2 separate regions of the Manis pentadactyla genome follow, and region 2 is linked to region 1. Evidence: chromatin contacts called from public Hi-C data. All regions are on one chromosome and are shown on one strand. Each heading gives the region's core, a stretch centred on a gene start, on an enhancer-like site or on the middle of the called end of the contact. The rest is flanking DNA. Distances are from core to core; before and after follow the strand shown. Region 1 holds the start of LRRC10B (leucine rich repeat containing 10B). Region 2 holds the start of TKFC (triokinase and FMN cyclase).

Evidence for each region. A called contact is a pair of places that touch in the nucleus more often than the background predicts.
Region 2: a Hi-C map of skin fibroblasts shows a contact between it and region 1, with 2.9 times the contacts expected there. The contact joins the promoter of TKFC here to the promoter of LRRC10B in region 1. A contact is called at or near these places in 2 of 3 Hi-C or Micro-C datasets (fibroblasts and skin fibroblasts).

Annotation. Positions count from the first base shown.
Region 1 is chr9:15,665,611-15,671,178 of mManPen7.hap1, reverse strand. It overlaps LRRC10B (leucine rich repeat containing 10B), which reads left to right and starts at 3,508. Exons shown (of 2, transcript XM_036925215.2): 1 at 3,508-3,796; 2 at 3,943-5,568. The coding sequence starts at 4,633. The coding sequence ends at 5,511.
Region 2 is chr9:15,797,227-15,802,794 of mManPen7.hap1, reverse strand. TKFC (triokinase and FMN cyclase) reads left to right here and starts at 3,355. Exons shown (of 18, transcript XM_057507017.1): 1 at 3,355-3,464; 2 at 4,804-4,919. The coding sequence starts at 3,359. DDB1 (damage specific DNA binding protein 1) reads right to left here and starts at 3,288. Exons shown (of 27, transcript XM_036924952.2): 1 at 3,081-3,288; 2 at 1,739-1,887; 3 at 598-714; 4 at 16-237. The coding sequence starts at 3,141.

The sequences.
Region 1 (5,568 bases), core at 2,259-4,758:
CAGCCTCATGGCTAGCCTCATGAGTTTGGCTCTCTGGTGAAGGTCTCTGTGCTGACAGTGGGCCAGGGACTGCCTGGAATTTGCTAACAGGCAAACCCCAAGCCCATATCACAGCCCTAGGGTGCCCTGGACATGGCAGCCTCTTTGCTTTGCCCTTCTGAACCTGTCAACCTGTCCTGAGGTTCCTAGGCCTGCCCCACGGGTGCTAGGATGCCCCAGTTGGGCAAACACACTGAGAGCCCTGGAGCCTGGGATCAAAATCTCCAAGGAGGTCAGTCCTAGAAATCTTCTTGCTGTTTGCAGGACATGGGCAAGCATCTGGGCACCCTGGGTGGTTTCTCCAATTTCTCCCAGCCGAAAGAGGCTCTGAGACATAGTAGGAAAGCCCAGGCTTTGCAATAAGACGAACTCTCTTTGCCCCTCACCAGCTGCGTGAACTTGATCAAGCTACTTCTCTGAATATGTTTCCTCATCTGCAAAGCAGGGGGACTTAGTAACTGCCTGGGAAAGCTGTGGTAAAGGTGCATTAGATCGTCTATAACCTTTCCGGGTCTGCCCCCTCCTCATTTTCTCCTTCTGACCTCATCTGCTGCCGTGCTCCCCGTCTCCCAGGGCTACCTGCTGCTCCACACACCCAGGCCTGCTGCCGCCTCAAGGTCTTGGCACTGCCCTCCCCTATGCCCAGAACTCATTTCCCCCTGGAAATCTGTCTGTGTGGCTTGTTCCCTCTCCTCTTTGCCATCTTTGCTCAAAGGCCATCCTCTCCATGAGGCTTTGTGGCCATTCTAAGCGGAGTCCCCAGGCCCCCTTCTCTCTCTTCCTTGCTTTATTTCCTCCATAGCCTGATCATTGCCTGACATACTGCACAATGCATTATGTTGATTATCTCTACTCATGGGAATATGAATTCCACAAAGGCAGGTGTTTTTATCTATTACATTCACATGCACGGTACTCCCCAGTGCCTAAGCATACAAGTAGTAGGGGCTTAATGTTTGTTGAATGAATACCTGAATGAAGGCAATGACTCAAGTTCTGGGGGCTGCAGGTAAGGAGAGTGGGCCATGGCATGAAGGACATCATCACTTTCTTTTTATACCAATGAGAGAGTTGGACTAGACCCCCCAGGAGACCAAGAACCCATGGGAATTGTACCCCTCACTGGGTGAGTTCCTGCCTCTATGCACTTTTTTCTAGGATGAGGTTCCCTAGTATTTTGCAGACATTTAACAGAGCCTGTGATCTCCCAGAGGAGCTAAGCACCCTCCCTGCCCTAACGTTTTGTGGTGGGCTCCAATAGGCTCAAACCCTCGCTTTCTAAGAACTATGATGCAAACATTCCATGATCTTATTCAAGGCCAGCAGCCACAGTGGTCCTGCCCCAAAGAGGGCACAGGAATAAGAGGGGGCCTTGGTGGGTTTCTTCCTTTTCTTTAAAAGAACATGGATAGAAAACAAGTATGACAAGATGTGAACAATTGTCAATGCTGAATTCTGGGCTCAGGGGTGTTTATCACAGAGAGTTTGTACTTTTCTGAATTTCAAAATTTTTCTTTAAAAAATACAGATTTGGAGGTGGGCTGGACAGTTATAACTCATGGTTAGGGATGAAGAGGCGGGGTCTCAGGGCCTGCGAGACCTGTGCTTTGGGCATTTTTCCTGTGTGTATGGGCAGAGGCAATGACTGGAGTCTGGGCCCATTCCTGGAGCTGCTGGAGCCCCCTCTGCTCCCCTGCTCCCCCTTCCCAGGTCTCAGTTTCCTGCCTTCCTGGAGATTGGAGAAAGGCTGAGAGGCTCCGTGCTGGGGATGAAGCTAATTCATTACTGACGCCTCAACAAGGACTGGGCACCCGCAGTGCCAGTGTGATTCATCAACATGATTGCCCGCTGCCAGCCTGCGTGGGCCTGGAATGCCAGCACATTTTACCTTTACCCACTGAGCAGGGCCTGGTGGGAGGTGAAGGTACATGATCTACAGAGAGCAAGAAAAAACACCTCAGAAAGAAGAGGGCTAGTCGCCCGTGTCCTTGGGTCCAGGAAGCTCTGCTAGGCTGGTGTATGAGTTGCAGGGACTCATGAGGCCCCTGCCCCTGCTGGCAGAGCCCCAGAGGGCTGCCTGATGATGGAGTGCCAGCTTTGAGCATGTGTGGAGGGGGCTGGCTGGGCTTCCTCCTCCACAGTGAATGTTCCCTTGGGGAAACTGCTTGTGATACTCTTTCCATCTGCCTGGCTGGGTTTTCCTGAGCTTTCTAGTCTCTGAGGTATCACCTCTACCAAGAAGTTCTCCCAAATGAGTAGAAGGGAGAGAGCTGGATTGGCTCCTACATAGGAGCTTGGAACCCCTCTGGCTGGGGCTCAGAATCCTTCTACACCTTTCGTCTGGAGCCTGGGCTCCACCTATTCTTTGCCTGAGGCCCCTACCTAGCCTGGAGTCTCGTCTTCATCTTGTCAGTCTCACTCCCAGGACAGGGTCCCATGGCTGGTTCCTGGCTCAGAGCAATACCTGCCTCTGGGTCCCCATCACCTGTTTACCCCATGACACTCCTTGCCTGATTACAACTGCTGTTGCTCTGCCCTTTCATACCTTTGCCCCAAAAATACATATTGAGTATCTGAGCAAAAGAAGCCAGGAGCCAGAAAAGTAGGCACTAAATAATCTCATTTATATGAAATTCAGGAACAGGCAAAACAGATCCATGATGATAGAGGTCATGATCCTGGTTGCCTCTGCAAGGTGGGGATTGACTGGAAGGGGCACAAGGGAACCTTCTGAGTAAAGGAAACATTATGTGGGTGTTTACGTTTGTCAAAATTCATCTAACTGTACACGTACAATCTATGCATTTCACAGTATGTAAAGTTTGCCTCCATTTAAAAAAACGTTAAAAATTTTCATTGAACGTTTACTATATGCCAGACCCTGTCCCAGCGAGGAAGGAGACTAACTTGCCTGCCCTGTGGAGCTTACGTCATAGGGGATATCGCCATCATGTTGCAGCTGCTGGTTTCAGCCCTTGGGGGGGCCTTCCTCCCTGCCTGAGTGGGGCCGGGAGTGTGGGGGGCAGAGGGCTGGCTGCTGCCCAGAGGTCTGTCTGTACAGCCAGTTACGTGGTCACACAGCTACTTTCAAGGGAAAGCACCACGGAAAAGGCATTGAGTCCGCAGACCCAGCTGCCTGGCTGTAATCCTACTCACTGTGTAACCTTAAGCAAGTTGCCTAATCGCTCCGGGGTTACTTCCCTCATCTTTGATGTGGTATTAATAATGCTTACTTGAAAGTTTTAGCCTTAGAGTTAGTGACTGCGTTGTGAGGGAATTCATTGCGAGAGGTGGCGTCATCATCATTTCTATTTATTGGCGGGGTACGGTTAAGGGCAGACTGCCTGGGTTCAAATACCAGCTACTCACAACCAGGTGACGTTGGGCAAGTCACCCAGCTCAAGTCAAACCTCTCAGAGCCTAAGTTTCTCCCCCTTTAAGACTGGGGTAACGACGGTTACCTACCTCATAGGCGTGTTGCAAGGATTCAGTGCCACGCTGTCAGCAGAGTTCTGGGCACGTGGCAGGAGCACAATAAATGGGAGCGAGTGTTTCTGCCAGGAGTCTGGCAGGACTCTGAATGGGAGCGGAGAAGGCGGCGGCGCCAGCCTGTTTGTGGGAGCATGCGCAGGAGGAGTTACACGATGGGAGCGGGCGTTGGCGGAGCTCAAAGGCGGCTCACTTGCCCACTCTTCTGTCCACGGCAGCTACGCGAGACCTTGAGCGCAGCTGGGGAGACATGGCAGGAGATAGGGGCGTGAGTGCATTAACGGGGGATTTGTTTGGGCAATGGGGGTATCCGGGGCGGGGAGAGGGACGGAGCCAACCCCTGGGTCCCTGCAAATCCTCTAATACCCTGGAAAGGACCAGAAAGTAATACCGTTCCGAGTTACTATCCTAAAGTGACCCCCGCAGGGAGACTGGCAAGCCTCTGGGCCTGAATAGCTGGCAGTGATCTTGCTCTTCAGTTCCTCCTCGAAAGCCGCAGTCCAGAGCTCTGGGTCCCACTCCAGCGTTTCCTCGATCCTTGGGTCCTTCCGGGACATGCCTCTCTGGACGCGCACAACCCCACAACAAACAGTTTGCTGTGTCTGGAGGTGTAGACAGTATCGGACGTCGGGGCTGTGTTGGCATAGTGCCAGGCTTGCGGGGCGTCGACCTTGGGTTCCCTTGGCGAGCGCTGGCTCCCGGAAGCGCCGACGGGGGTCGGGCCCGGGTGCCAGGACCAGGCTCTGGTGGCACCTTGGCCCCGCCCCACCCCGCCCTCCCTCCGTCTCATTGGCAGCCGCACGCGCGTCGGGGGTTGCCAGGGCGACGGGTCGCTGAGCTGAGAGTCAGCGCGAACCTAAGCCAGTCGGCCTCCGGCGGAGGGAGCGGGGGAGGCCCGAGGGCGGGCGGCGGAGAACGGCGCGCTGCGGCGGGGCTCCAAGCGGGCGCCTCCTCCCGGCCCTGCACGGCCCCCCTCCCGGCGCAGGGGCAGGCCGGGGCGGGGGGCCCCGGAGTCGGCACGGCCTCGGCCCCGTCGGGGAGGCTGCGGGGCGCAGAGATGTCTGACCGCGTCGGCGGCGCCGGCCCCGGCCGGGGCCCGTGACCATGGGCATCGCCGAGTCCACGCCGGACGAGCTGCCGTCGGACGCGGAGGAGCAGCTGCGCGGCGGCGAGCAGCAGCTGGAGCTGAGCGGGAGGCGGCTGCGGCGGCTGCCCAGCGCCGTGTGCGCGCTGAGCCGCCTGCAGAAGCTGTACGTGAGCGGCACCGGGCTGCGCGAGCTGCCGGAGGAGATCGAGGAGCTGCGCGAGCTGCGCATCCTGGCTCTGGACTTCAACAAACTCGAACGCTTGCCTGACGGCCTGTGTCGCCTGCCGCGCCTCACGCGCCTCTACCTTGGTGGCAACCGACTGCTGGCTCTGCCCGCCGAGTTCGCGCAGCTGCAGAGCCTGCGCTGCCTTTGGATCGAGGGCAACTTCCTGCGGCGCTTCCCGCGGCCGCTGCTGCGCCTAGTGGCGCTGCAGTCCTTGCAGATGGGCGACAATCGGCTGCGCGCGCTGCCCGCCGAGCTGCCGCGCATGACGGGCCTGCGCGGCCTCTGGCTCTACGGCAACCGCTTCGAGGAGTTTCCCCCCGCGCTGCTGCGCATGGGCCGCCTGCACATCCTCGACCTTGACCGCAACCGCCTGGGCGGCTTCCCCGACCTGCACCCTCTTCGCGCCCTGCGCGTCTTCTCCTACGATCACAACCCGGTCACTGGGCCACCGCGCGTCGCGGACACCGTCTTCCTCGTGGGCGAGGGCGCAGTCGAACGCATGGCCGAGCGCGACGAGCCCACGCCTCGGCCGCGGCCTCGGTGCCCAGCGCGGGCCTTCGACGACGAGGAGGAGGAAGACCTGCTCATAGGGGGCGGGGTCTCCCGGGCTCTGGGCCCCCCCGAGGGCAGCCTCCGAGCCCTGGAAGCCGCTCCAGGACTGGGCACCTGAGCCTGTGCTCTGGGTGATGGACTTCCGCCACTCTGGGAGGAGGGGCTCTGGGAAGGT
Region 2 (5,568 bases), core at 2,106-4,605, 130 kb before region 1:
TTCCTGCTCCAGTACCTGGTAGACAAAGCAGATGGTAGGTGCCTGGCACCCGTATAAGAACTTGACATCGATGACATGCAACTCTTCCAGACGGATGTTAAAGGCCTTAAGCTCTTTATTGTCCCGGTCTAGCGGAATAACCTTGAAAAGGCCATCATACAGTCGCAGGCCAATCATCCGGCACTCGGGGTCGATGATGCCAATAATGCCAGTCTCGGAAGGCCGGCCAATGCGGTCCTAAGAATCAAAATTCGAGTTAGAGAAGAACCTCAGTGCCCCGAGGAACAGAGGACACTGGGCATCACCTTCCCAGGATGGTTTCAGGAGTGGTAGTAAACTAGTGGCATCTACTAGACATGCCAGGGAGCCCAGATGTCAGTGCATGCCTTCTGGCAAAGCACTTGAGTATCAAGAATTAACATTCCTTGACCTCTGAGTAAACTACGAAGTCCTTTCTTCATAACAGCTAAAAGCCTTAGTGTTTTCTCCTTGTCTCTCTGATCATATAGAGAGCACCATCCCCAGCACTTCAATTTTCTTCCTCAAATCATGACAGCCCTACCTGCAGGACTCATTAGTCTGAAGCAGACACCTCACCTGGACATTGCCATGGGCTCGCGTTATGATGTCAATACTCTCACCACTCTGCTTATATTCCAGGATGCAGGCATTGTACTTAGCTGTCAGGATAAACAGTAGGTCCTTGCTCTCCCCCTGGAAACGAATGTTACGCTATCAAAAGAGGTTCTTTTTAAAACGGCAATACCTGTCCAGCCTTTAAGCATCATTCTTTAAGCAGGCTAAGTTCTTTAACAACTTTCTTTTCTCCCTGAAGAGAAAAATCCATGGTGAGTATGTAATTCACATCAGGTACATATACACCCTAAGGGTGTGTGTAAAAGGCCAGAACTGAAGCTGGTAAACATCTAGCGGCACTTTGATGATTCCCCATCTCTCTGCTCCAAACACATTATGATCATATATTTCCATCTCAAGCTAATCTCAATCATTCCATTCAAATTCTGAAAGATGTCTGTAATGCCTCCTCTAAATTTCTTTAAGTATTTGAAAAAGGAAAAAATGTGAATAACAACAAAAGCTAAAATGGATTGACAAAGTCTTACTGACTTATTAACAGACTCCAAAATATTATTTCACTCAAAGGGTTATAATTAAAATTTTGAACCCAATGTTTCCTTATCAGATTCAGTTAAGATACACTGGAGCAATATGATAGCTATTTGGATGAAAGCATTTCAATTATAATAATAGTAATAACAATGCAGTGATCATTGTTAACAGCGAATACTTGTTATGTAATAGGTTCTGCGGTATTAAATAATTTAGTCTTCACAATAACCCTGGGGGTTGGAAATTGTTTTTCCTATGCAGATGGAGAAATAAGGTTCTGGAGAAATAAGGTTAATTCTAACACACAAAGTTAGAATTAATTATGCAATGAAGCTAGGACTGCCCTACTCTCTAAATTCACTATGGTGACCCACATTTCAAACTGCTTTAATTTCCCCTTCTAAAGATGTCAACTTGATCAATTTTTCTTGGTAACTCTCTCCTACATCTAGGTAGCTCATCCAATAAGATAAATTGAAATCTGCCATTCAAGAAGAGAAAAGTTTCCTTCCTAATCCTTATTCCGCCCATTCAAAGCAATTGATGTAAAACCAAGTAAAACCATCTACAATTGTTCATGTTGCTGAGCCCAGCCCAGAGCACTTACCTTGGGCCTGAAAAGCTCCATGACAGCAATCTTCCCATACATGCCCACCTCTTTGACGGGCCGAAGCCCCTCTGCAGTGACCACATAGATCTCTAATCTCGTATTTTTGGCAATCAACAGGTTCAAGTCTTCAGCTGAAGTAAAGTGTCCTGTAAGAACAGATCCTCTAACTTTTGAAGCCAGGACACTATCTAAATAATCCTACCACTTCTACCTAATTACCTCCAGGATTATCCTTTACTTCACATATTTCTCCGACTCCCTCCATTCACTCCCTTCTCACCAAATCCAGAACCCATACATTTAAGAATGTCACTTCATACATTTAAGAAAGCTACTTCTCTAATTCGGACTAAGACAAACTGGACTGGGCTTAAGAGCAGGAATGTCCTTCAGCTGACAGTGACCGTGAAAACCCTTCAGATGGGTCTGTGCCCCCAAATTTTAAAGCTTTTCCTATTACGGTGGCAGGCTAACCTCTCACTAAGGGATGCGGGAGAAAGTATTCATCTTTATTCAGTCCTTATCTAAATTCTTACAAAATCCTTACCAAGTCAAATTTAGAAAAGTCTGAGAGGTTCATATTAAAACACTGTTTTGTCCACACCTCTTACCCTCCCGACAGTCTACCAATATCCCCGTGCACAACCTTTCACCCCTCCAACTCTCGAAACAACAGTGCTGTACTGGAATCATGGTTAGGATTTACATAAACATTTAAGTTTGAGGTCTTTATACTCTAATGAGAACGTGGTTCAAGATGATTATTCCCGGGTTCTAGGAAACTGTGTCCTTAACAATCCTTGCCTAGTCAACAAGGCAGACTGGGCGCTGGACTGGGCCATCCAAATCACCTTCTGCAGCTTTCTCAAGTAAACAACAGCCCCAGGCAAGGACTCCTTTCCTTTGGGTGAGGGCAGACATTCCTCACATCCCTCCACCTCCTGCACCCCCCGGGCTCTCCTACATGAAAATTCCAACCCAAAAGTCGCCATCACCACCGGCCCTTCCCCTGACCATACGAGAGCAATCTCGGGGCCCGAGCAACACCGCACGATCAACTCACACTTCGCTCTCTGTCCCACTGGGCCCGTCCCTGTCCTCGAGGCCAAGTGACCTCCCAGAACGAAAGGAGACCCTCAAGAGCAGCTTTTACTCCCCAAAAGGCGCGTGTTGAGATAGCTTCTTTGGAGTAGTGGGTCGGGGGAGGGCCCTCAGGCGCCAGCGCCTTCCATTCCCCGGACCCGGTCCTGCACCGCCACCCCAGGAGCGCGGGCCTCCCTAGGCCTCGGCTCCCCTCAGCTCCCTTCCTCGCCGGGGTTTCCGGCTCTGGCAGCCTCACCGGTCACGCAGCCGTTCACTGCGGTGGGCTTCTGTGCCGTTACCACGTAGTTGTACGACATGTCGAGGCCTGGGGCGGCCCGTCGGGATTCGAGCGCAACGATAGAGAGACGGACACAAATGAGGTGACAGGGGGCCCCCACCCGCGCAGCGAACTCCACCGCCGCTGCCTCCGCCCCAGATGCACGTTGCAGGCCAGAGTGGACGCGGCGCAGGGTATCACGGGACGGCCTCACCTGGCATCTTGGAGGACTCACAGAGCCCGAGGCAACCAACCGGATGAGGCTCCGCCCCCGGAGGCCCCGCCCACCTCGTTCCGCCGGAGCCCGGAGTACCCGGATGCGGGAGCGCCGTTGGGGTCCCTGGAACCGTGGCCGTTACAGAGGTGGCAGTGCGGGCGTGAGCAGGTGGGGGAGGTGCACCGAGGCCCCCTACGCCTTCGGAGCCGACCCGCCGACCTCAGCCCCAGACAGTGCCCCTCACCCTTCCCTTCCCAAGACCCCGTTCTCTCCACCTTCCGTTGCTCTAGGAGCCCGCGGGCTGTTCCTCTTTTGGAATCGGAAGCACTGCAGAGACCTAGAGAGGGGAGGGAGGTGACAGCAATTTGTGCACCTCCCAGACTAGAACTGAGGTCGTACCTTCCTCCCCTTAGCCCTTCCAGTTTCTCCAAACTAGCTGGTACCCTCACCTGACCTTAGAATGACCCATCACCCACCTTACCTCAGGGGATACTAGGATGCTCATCTCTCAGGTTTAAACTGCGTTTTATTCTTAGACTTTGAAGGACCCACCAGACCACTTGCCCAGACTTATTAGTGCCCCCATTGCTGTACAAATTCTGACCTTAGACTCAAAACCATATTTCTGTGCTGAGAGCATTAATGACCCAGAAATAGCCCCGCAACTTACAGGCCACTCCACATCAGACGGGCTCTGCAAGGGGTAGGAGAAGAACCACGTGGCATCAGTAAAACCCCATTTTACAGATGAGAAAGCTGAGGCTCAAGGGAGTTGATTTACCCCAGATCCCTCAGTAACTCAGAGGCAGAGCTAGGTGCAGAGCCAGGTGTGGAATCCTTCCACTGCAGACATACAGTGAACCCAAGACCCTTGGATCCAAGACCGCATCTGAGCCAGACTGAACTGAGGGGACTTAAAGCATCATTGTGTTTACAAATGTGGTTTCCCACACCAGAGACTCTGTGCCTTACTTTCGAGCCACTGAATTCTCAGAAAGAAATTAGGCTTTTTAGAAAGGCTAGACATTGGTTTGAGTCCTGGCTCTTACTGGTTTGACGTGGACAAGTCGCTGGAGTCAGTTTCCCAGAAGTGAAATATAGGGTCACAGACTCAGCCGTCTCTCGTGGTGTGGTGCCAACGCGAACAAGAGCAAGTGTGTGAAGATCTTTGTAAACCTACTGCACATGATACCTATGTAAGAGATGAAGTTCCTTTATGGGTAACTTGGCCCCTTGGTGATGAGGTGGACACTGCCGCTGGGCAAAAAGGCAGCTCTGTGCATAACACGGGTCAATCTGTCTTCTGTAAGCCAAGTGGAGGTCTGAAACTTGATTGCCCCATGCTCTTTTCCACACGCAGCTTGTACTAGAGTTTGGACTTAGATCAAAGTCTTAGGCAGCTCCCCAGTTACTAGGGCCCTGGAAGCATGATTGTGCAGTAGGCTGTGAGTGACACAAGCCGTGCATATTTACTCCCCCCTGCAGGTGCTCCTTCCAGCTTCTGTGTGCTCAGACCCAGGCAGCACCCACAGGATTGCCTGTCCTCCAGCAGCTCAGTGCAAAGGTGTGAACTCAGCTTGCTTCACAGTCTTTCCACCATGGTGAGTCCCATGCGGGCCAGAGCAGGGGAAGGACACCATGGTCTTGGAGCAGTGGGGGTGCCAGCTCTGGGCATGCTGGACTTCCTTACACCCTGACCTAGAGATGCTGCTGCCTCCTGAGGTTCAGAGAGGTTCAGAGAGAGGGTCACCCTCCCTCTCAGGGCCAGATCCCTGCTTCCCTCCATTTCCCAGCTGGTTCCAGCCAGGTCTGGGGCTGCAGCTGAGTTGCTCCAGGGCCTATCTACTCTGGGTCTGAGGCATGCATTTAGATAAGAACATTTAGAGTTACCCACTATGTAATAGACATTGTGCCAGTCACAGAAGGAGCTATGAAGAAGGACCTGGTACCTGTTACTGAGCCTGGGGCATGTGTGGGCTTGTCCCAGGGTGGGATCTACACTGCAAGAGTCTGAGCATGTTCCTGAGCACTGCTTTGGGCCCACTCTAAAGCTGATCTGAACCAGAGTAGTTCTTGGACAGACCTGAGTTCAGATTTCAGCCTGACACCAACCAGCTGTGTGGCCTTTTGCAGTGCCTACTCCTTTCCTTTCTTATCCTCTCCAGCCACTAGGAACCCAGGGATGGCACTATTCCCCAAGCCCTTTCTGGCGCTAGTTTGGGAATGGTGGCAATCCCAGGCAGGACAGAC